Linked DNA regions of Canis lupus: region 2 is linked to region 1. Evidence: chromatin contacts called from public Hi-C data. All regions are on one chromosome and are shown on one strand. The core of a region is the stretch at or near the end of the contact, and the rest is flanking DNA. Distances in the headings are between cores, read along the strand shown.

What was found. A called contact is a pair of places that touch in the nucleus more often than the background predicts.
Region 2: a Hi-C map of blood shows a contact between it and region 1, with 3 times the contacts expected there. The contact joins the promoter of SPRYD4 here to the promoter of COQ10A in region 1. A contact is called at or near these places in 2 of 9 Hi-C or Micro-C datasets (amygdala and blood).

The regions. Positions count from the first base shown.
Region 1 is chr10:931,204-934,967 of UU_Cfam_GSD_1.0, reverse strand. It overlaps COQ10A (coenzyme Q-binding protein COQ10 homolog A, mitochondrial), which reads right to left and starts at 1,911. Exons shown (of 5, transcript XM_038549674.1): 1 at 1,657-1,911; 2 at 1,083-1,229; 3 at 114-306. The coding sequence starts at 1,781.
Region 2 is chr10:1,070,329-1,074,413 of UU_Cfam_GSD_1.0, reverse strand. SPRYD4 (SPRY domain-containing protein 4) reads right to left here and starts at 1,450. Exons shown (of 2, transcript XM_038549712.1): 1 at 1,269-1,450; 2 at 1-959. The coding sequence starts at 1,353. The coding sequence ends at 421.

The sequences.
Region 1 (3,764 bases), core at 662-3,161:
TATTAGGGAAGTATTGATAAAATCAGTACAAGGAAGGCCAAAATAACCCTTCAGTGTAAAAAAATGCTAAAAAATACAAAAACTTCGCTGATTAATCCCTCCCAGTGCCTCACCTTGACCATGTGAGGTTTGACCATGGAAACAGCAGACGTATAACGTTCCACTATAGGTGGAAAGCCAACCTCTAACTGGGCCTTCAGGTGACCTTTGCGGCTAGATACCACCAAGGACTTCTTACACCAAGGCACAAACTCACGATACTCCTGGACATTGGACACCACTTCGAACATCTCCTGCATTGAGTACCTAGGGGAAGGAGTCACAGAGAGGTTATGTTTTGCAGTTCACAGAATGCTTTTGCATTTTTTATCTATTTTTTTATGATTTTATTTATTCATGAGACACAGGCAGAGGGAGAAGCAGGCTCCATGCAGGGAGCCCGATGTGGGACTCGATCCGGGGTCTCCAGGATCATGCCCTGGGTTGAAGGAGGCAATAAACAGTTGAGCCACTTGGGCTGCCCAGCATTTATTATCTATTTTGATCCTAAGCAGGACCATCTAGGGGGAACAGAGGCTACCAATTTCATTGGTGATCACAAGAACTCAGATCCTAGCTCTACAACTTTCTAACAATGTAGCCCTAGGTAAAATTACCTGTGCCTCCGTTTTTCTCATCTATAAATCAGACTTAGTACTTGATTCATAGGTTTGTTGACAGGATCAAAAGAAAAACTACGTAAAACACTTAAGTAGCCTAACTACTTGCCGTAGCAAGTGCTCAGTTAGTATTTTTATTTTGCCCACGAATACGTGTAAAAGGTCAGCAGAGGGACAATACCCTGTCGTCTTATACTGTCCAAATATAATGTTTCGTTTAATTGACGGGTAGGGCAACGAGGAAGGGGAAAATTAAGGTTGGAAGGCTAGCAGGGAAGGATAAAGGATCAGTAATAATAGCTAGGGAGAGGGATGGCCGGGGAGGAAGCTAGCCCACCACTGCCACCTTGCATCCTAGCCTGGAGTTAGTCATTTGGAGACGAAGGGAAGGGGTAAGGATGCTGGAGGGGGGAGGATGCTCACCCCATGATCCTACGCTCGGAGTAAGCCTTTCGCTTGTTGGTGAAGGGGGCTGCAAAGCCCATGAAGGAACGAGAGGGAGGTAAGCCAACCTCAGCCACCAAGACCCGGGCAGCGCGGGGCAAGAAAAGGCTGCAGGGCGTCAGAAATCTAAGGACAAGAGGAAAGGAGAGAGGAAGTCATGACTTTGTGTCCCTCAGGCATTCCTGGGGGAGCGGGGCGCATCCCAGGCAGGGCGTCCAGACAAGCTTTCCCCAGCACCTGCTGCGGCCTGCCGGGCGCCGCGGCGCGGCAGTCACGAGTGCGAAAGGTCGAGGGCGGCCGAGGACAGTGCTGCGGGGGGCGGGCAAAAGTGGGGTGCATCCTCTGAGCGGGGGCCGCGTCGCGGCTAAGAGCTAGGACTCGGGGGCCGCGGCCTCGGGGCCCGCCAGCGGCAAGCAGCGGTTGGGCGCCCCCCGGGGCTGGAAGGCGAGCGCCCCGGGAGACCCCGGGGAGGCCGCGCCCCGCCCCCGCCCCCGCCCCCACCGCCCCGGGCGACCCCTCGCCGCCCGCGCGGGCGCTCGCGCCTCCCCCTCACCTCATTGGCCGCGGCGGCGGGGGCGGGGCCGGGCGGAGCGCGAAGCCGCAGCAGCGCTGGGCCGCCGCGCGCGTCCCTCCGGGGAGCCGGCGCGCGCCCGCCGAGGCCATGCGCCCCGAGGCCATGCGCCCCTCGCCCGGTCGGCGGCGGCGCCCGCGGGCCCCCTCGCTGCGGAGGAGCGGCGGCCGGCGGCGGGCTCGGCGCGAGGCGGCGGCGCCCCGGGCCGCGGCTGCTGTCGCCCTGCTCCCGCCTGGGCGGGCGGGGAGCCTGGAACTGAGGCCGCGCCCGCTGCGCTCGCTGCTCCCGCCGCGCCCGCAGCTCCCGGCGCCCCCACGTCACGCCGTCGCCATGGCGCGGGCCGGGGGCCGGGGGCGGGGGGCCGGCGCGGCCTCTCGGGAGATGTAGTCTCACGCGTCGGGCGGGAAAGGGCGCGGGGGAGTGAGAAGCCGCGGGGGCCCGAGGGCCCAGCCGCCTGGCAGAGGCCGAAGGGGAGGCACCGAGGCGGCTCCGCGGGCGGCGGCGGGTCCGCACGCGCCCCGGTTCGCAGCTGCCCGCGCCGCTGCCTCCGGGCTGGCACCCGGCGCTGTGCTGCACGCACGGAGGAAAGGAGTCTTACGCCCTCTGGGCTAAGGCCTTGCATAGTTTTCTCTTTTAGTATTTATAGGAAGAAGTCGGGGAAGGCGGAGGGAAAACCAGACTTGATTTTAGAGAAAACCGCCTTCGCCTGGGAGTGTGCGCTTGCCCAAGGGGGAGACTCCCGGGCGGGAACCCGGGCCGACCAGTGTCACTAGGCTGCTCGCCGTCGCGATCCAAGGAGGGCGAAATGCCCTTGATAAAAATGGGAAGAATAAAAGGGAAATAAAAAGAGATTGGATCTAGGTGGGTGCAGAAATCACTGAAGTTCTCCCATAGTGGAGAAGAGGAAGGGCATTTGGAGAATGGTGGTGGCCAAGGGCACCTGCTGGCGCAATGGCTGAGCGCCTTTGGCCCAGGTCTTGACCCCACGGTCCTGGGATCGAGTCCTTCATCCGGCTCCCCTGACGGAGCCTGCTTCTCTCTGCCTGTGTCTCTGCCTCGCTCTGTGTGTCTCTCACGAATAAATAAAAGAAAAATGGTAATGCCTGGGCGCCTGGGTGGCTCTGTAAGTTAGGCATCTACCTTTGGCTGAGGTCATGATCCCAGGGTCCTGGGATTGAGTCCCAAGTTCCGGCCCCTTGCTCAGTGGGGAGTCAGCTCCTCTGTCTCCCACTTCCCCTGCTTGTCCTCTATCTACCTCCCTGTCAAAGTCTTAAAAAAATAATAAAAAAAGAATGATGGTGCCTGCTGTTGCATTTAGAGATGTTTATGCTATTATATTGCAAGTCCTTCTGCTTTTGCTCTAAATCTTTGATCATACTTCCACATTCAGGAGACTCTTATCTGAGTAATGTGTGGAAGGGGGAAGGAAGACAAAGTAACTAAAGACTGTGTTGCCTCTGGGGTCTAATTGGTGTGGAAGAGAAACATCTTCCCTAGAAATGGGGACCTGGAACCATAAATCCCCCACCTCCCCACTCCTCCTTGAGATTGGCATTAATTTTGGGACTTCCATTGGATATGGACTGATTTAACTTTTTTTAAGATTTTATTTTTTAAAGTAATCTCTACACCCAACGTGGGGCTCAAACTCACAACCCTGAGATCCTCCACCAACTGAGCCAGTCAGAAGCCCTTGGATTGATTCACATTTTGAGCCCATTTTATTTGGATTTCAAAGAGCTTACATTTAACATTTTTAAGGAAGGCATTTTAATCCTTATTTTATATTTACTTATACATGAGGCCCCAAATTGGAGAATGATCTTACCTCTTTTTCTTTCTTCTTTTTTCCCCAGCACCCCTACCCCTACCACCAGGATACAGTATCTCCTTCCAGTTCCAAGATGGTAATCTGGAGCCACTCTCAGATGGGCATGTGACCTTGAGGGACAGACTTACTCTTTCCAACCCTGCTTTCTGGTCCTGACCCACTCCCTCTAAGGGCTTACACATGTGAGACAGCTGCTTAGAGTGAGGAGAAACGAACAGGCTGGATAAAAGACAGAAATTAACCGGGATACATGACTGAA
Region 2 (4,085 bases), core at 201-2,700, 140 kb before region 1:
CGAGAGATCCTGTAGAGCCCCAAGGAAAAGGGGGAAAAAAAAAATCACATGTGGGCAAAGGGAGGCAGAGGGTATCACATGGTGAATACATTCAAACAAGTTGAAAGCTAAGACCCCAGGACTAAACTGCAGTCTGAGACAGGTCTGGGCACAGGGAGGCAGAGGGACTGAAGGAAGCCAGCCAGGCAAGGTACACTCATGATAGCTTAGGAAACTGGCAGTGGCTTGGGGGAGGGGAAAGGTGGCTGTATGCCTAGCTTTCTCAGGGTATGGGAGAAGAAAACGACTAGGATATTGCACAGAGGACCCAACACTGAATTTTGAGAGTTAGAGATTGCTTGGTGGCAAAATTAAAAGGATTCAGACACTTTCAGAGGAGATTGGCCAAGAGCATAATTAGGGACTACAGTGAGGGACATGCTAGAGGCCTTCAGGCACCTCGAGCCCTGAGTGGGTCAGCAGCTCTCCATCCCAAAGGGCGAAGGCAGGTACCACTGGACCTCGGAAATCGGTCTGTATGGTGTGGACCACAGCGACCCCACTCACGTCCACCAGGCTCAGCTTCTGGGCCTCATACTCCAGCAGCAGCCCCACCTTCTCTGGCTGCCCGATGCCCTCAATGGGGGCTTTTTCGTTGGCCAACATGGTGTGCCACTTGCGCTGAGCATAAGCGAACACCCAGGAACGCTCATCAACACCGATGCAACTATCCCGGGACATGTCCACGTCTGCCACTCCTATCCGGAACTGGTGGGAGCGTTTCACCGTCACCTCCCAGTAGTGTCTGCCACTGGTGACCGCCTTGTCTGCCAGCACCACGGCCCACTCCCGGAAGCGCTCCACATTCAGGGCCACCTTGGTGGGCTCCAATCCCACTATGCCGTATTTGACGCCCGTGTCACCTTTGAAGAGGGCCAGGCTGCTGTGGGCGGTTTTTTCTTCCAGTTTGAAACTGATGCCTGCGAGCAGAGCAAAGAGACTGGATGATGACGGGGGTAGAACCCTAGGCCTAGGGATACGTGCATAGGACGATCCGAGGCCGCGGTCGGGGAGCTCACGAGTACACAGGAAAGCGTCAGGACGTCAGCGGGCAAGAGCGGGGCCCGTTAATATGGGCCTCGGGCTCGGGGAAGCCTCGGGGTAAACAGCCCGTGTCCCATGTTTGGACTCTCAAGACCAACGCAGATCGGGAGGGGAATGACCCAAAAGGGCTCCCGGGAATGCGGAAACCATTTGGGAGGTAAAGGAGTGAGAGAAGATAGTTTTACCTCTGCGGGCTTCGGCGGCAGCAAGCCCCAAGCGTTCGGCTCCCCGGCGGCACAGGCACAACAAACGTGCAAAGGGCAGCGCCATCTTGCGCCAGGGCTGAACAGGGCACGTCCCGGGCCGCACACGCCGCCATCTGCCCGCCTGCCCCCTTCCGACGTGGTGCGCGACAGGCCGCCGCGCGGCGTGATGACGTAGGGGCCCCCCCGCCCAGGTCGGGGCGGCCATCTTGGCGCGTTCTGCGCAGGTGCGTCGGGGCTGGGCACGGTTTGTTTGCTTTTCCCGAGGGGACTGCTGCTCACACTTTTAGCAAGGAGGTCCTTTAAAAAGGTAGCGTCGAAGGGTGTCGAGCATAGATTTTAGAATTAATAATAGGATTCGAACGCAGCTCCGCTGTGTGACTTGGGGCAAATCACTTCACTTCTCCCGAGACTTAGTGTCTTACTTTGTAAAACAAAAATAACCACCCTCTAGACCTTGATAAAAATTAGAAAGAATAGCCTAGAATACAACTTGACAGACAGCAGCCACTAGGTTAAATGGTTTGATAAATAGTAATATGTAAATAGTATAAATATTGGTTTTGTGTTTTCAGGGTTTTTGCAGAAGGACTGACTTGCAGGCTTGTATGTCCAACTACCTTTTAGACATTTCTACCCGGATACGCCCCACCCCTCACCAGCCAGCCTGAAACTTAACAGGTCTAAAACTTTGTTCTCACATTTACACAAGCTTCCTCTTTCGCTTGGTTCCCGGACCTCTGTGATCTGCAACCCATAACCAGCCCACTGCCCACGCCCGAAACCTGGAAGTCCTTGACTTGTCTCTCTCGTCACATATCTGATTATCCTTTTTTAAAAAAATATTTTATTTATTAAAAAAAAAAGATTTTATTTATTCATGAGAGACACAGAGGGAGAAGCAGGCTCCATGCAGGGAGCTCAACATGGGACTCGATCCCGGGTCTCTAGGGTCAAGCCCTGGGCCGAGGGCAGAGCTTAACCGCTGAGCCACCCGGGGATCCCGAAACCTGATTATCCTTGAACCCCAATCACATTATTTTTCCCCTGGACTACTGCATTAGCCTTCTAACTGGACTCCCCAGTCTCCCTGGTGCTGCAAGGATGTAACATTTAAAGAGGCAGCTACTTATCTGTTAGGTGTTTTGGGTTTTGTTTTTGTTTTTGTTTTTATATTTTATTTATCTGAGAGAGTGAGTGAGAGAGAGCTTGAGCGGAGAGAGGGATAGAGAGAGAAGCAGACTCCCTGCTGAGCAGGGAGCCCCATGTAAACTCAATCCCAGGACCTGAGATGAAGGCGGACACAGGTTGGAGCCAGGGGCACCTGAGTGGCTCAGTTGGTTAAGCATCTGCTTTCAGCTTAGGTCATGATCCTAGGGTCCTAGAATAGAGCCCCATATGGGTTTCTTGCTCAGCAGGGAGCCTGCTTCTTTCTCTCCCTCTGCCTGCCGCTTCCCTTGCTTGTGCACATGCCTTCTCTCTCTTTCTGTCGAATAAAATCTTTTTTTAAAGATTTTATTTATTCATGACAGACACAGGGAGGTAGAGATACAGGGAGAGAGGGAAGCAGGCTCTCTGCGAGGGGAGCCCGATATGGGACTTGATCCCAAGACTCCGGGATCAGGACCTGAGCCAAAGGCAGTTGCTCAACCACTGAGCCACCCAGGCGTCCCTAAATAAAATATTTTAAAAAGCAGAAGAAAAAAAAACAAAACAGTCTGAGCCACCTAGGCACCCTTTCTCACCTGTTAGGTTCTTATGAATGGGTTCTTAAGAACTCTTAGGAGTGGGGATTAAGTCCTTTATTCTCTGTGCTCCAGGGCCTCAGTATTAGCACAAAGTGTACTATTGTTTTTTAATTAATAAATGAATGAGGATAAAGGGAGTAAGTTTTGTGCCCTTGTTATTGCAGTGCGGTGGCTGGCTCATTCTCTCCACCAGGCGTCAGCCTGGTCCAGCCTTTACATCCTGCCTAATGTGTGAGAAGAGAGGTTTCTATTTCTCTTAAGCCTCGGAGCAAAGGCATGGAGGACAGATTTCCTACAGAAAAGTCCTGCTCTATCAATACTTTGCATTTTGCTGGTAATTAGAGGAAAGTTCTTAAATTCTGTTCCTGTAGTTTTTCTCCTTAGGTTCCATCGTAGATGTGAAAGCTGAAGCAATCACTGCACATTCCTCACAGTCACTTAGACATATCTCTATTACGTTATTCCTTGCTCAGGAAAATAACTTCTTGCCTTTTGTATTATTCTGCTTTCACAGACTGACCATCCATCTGATACATTTACTTTCACCATTCAGGTGATTACTTACCTTGATGCTAATATACAATAGTTAATCCTTAACATTTCCATGCATAATAATTAAGTTATAGTTTCCCTTGACAGACAAAAGGGGAAAAGACATTCAAGGCATAGGGAACAACTTCTGCTAAAGCACTGGATAATGAAATAGAATGAGGTGTTTGAGGAGCCACAAGAAGCATAAAATTGCCAGGGCCTCATGCTGGGGAGATATGGAGAACAGTTGGAAGAGTAGAGGCTGAATTATGAAGAGTTGTGTGTTCGTAGTAAGAATGTCTTTCAAGCGTTCGTGAGCTGTTGAAGGGACGCAAATGACAAATTACAGGTACTTTCACTGAAGATTTTATTTATTTATTTATTTATTTATTTATTATTTATTTATTTATGAGAGCATGTGTACACAATTGAGGGGAGGGGCAGAAGGAGAGGGAGAAGCAGACTCCTTGAGATCATGACCTGAGCTGAAGTCAGGTGCTTAACCAACTGAGCCGCACAG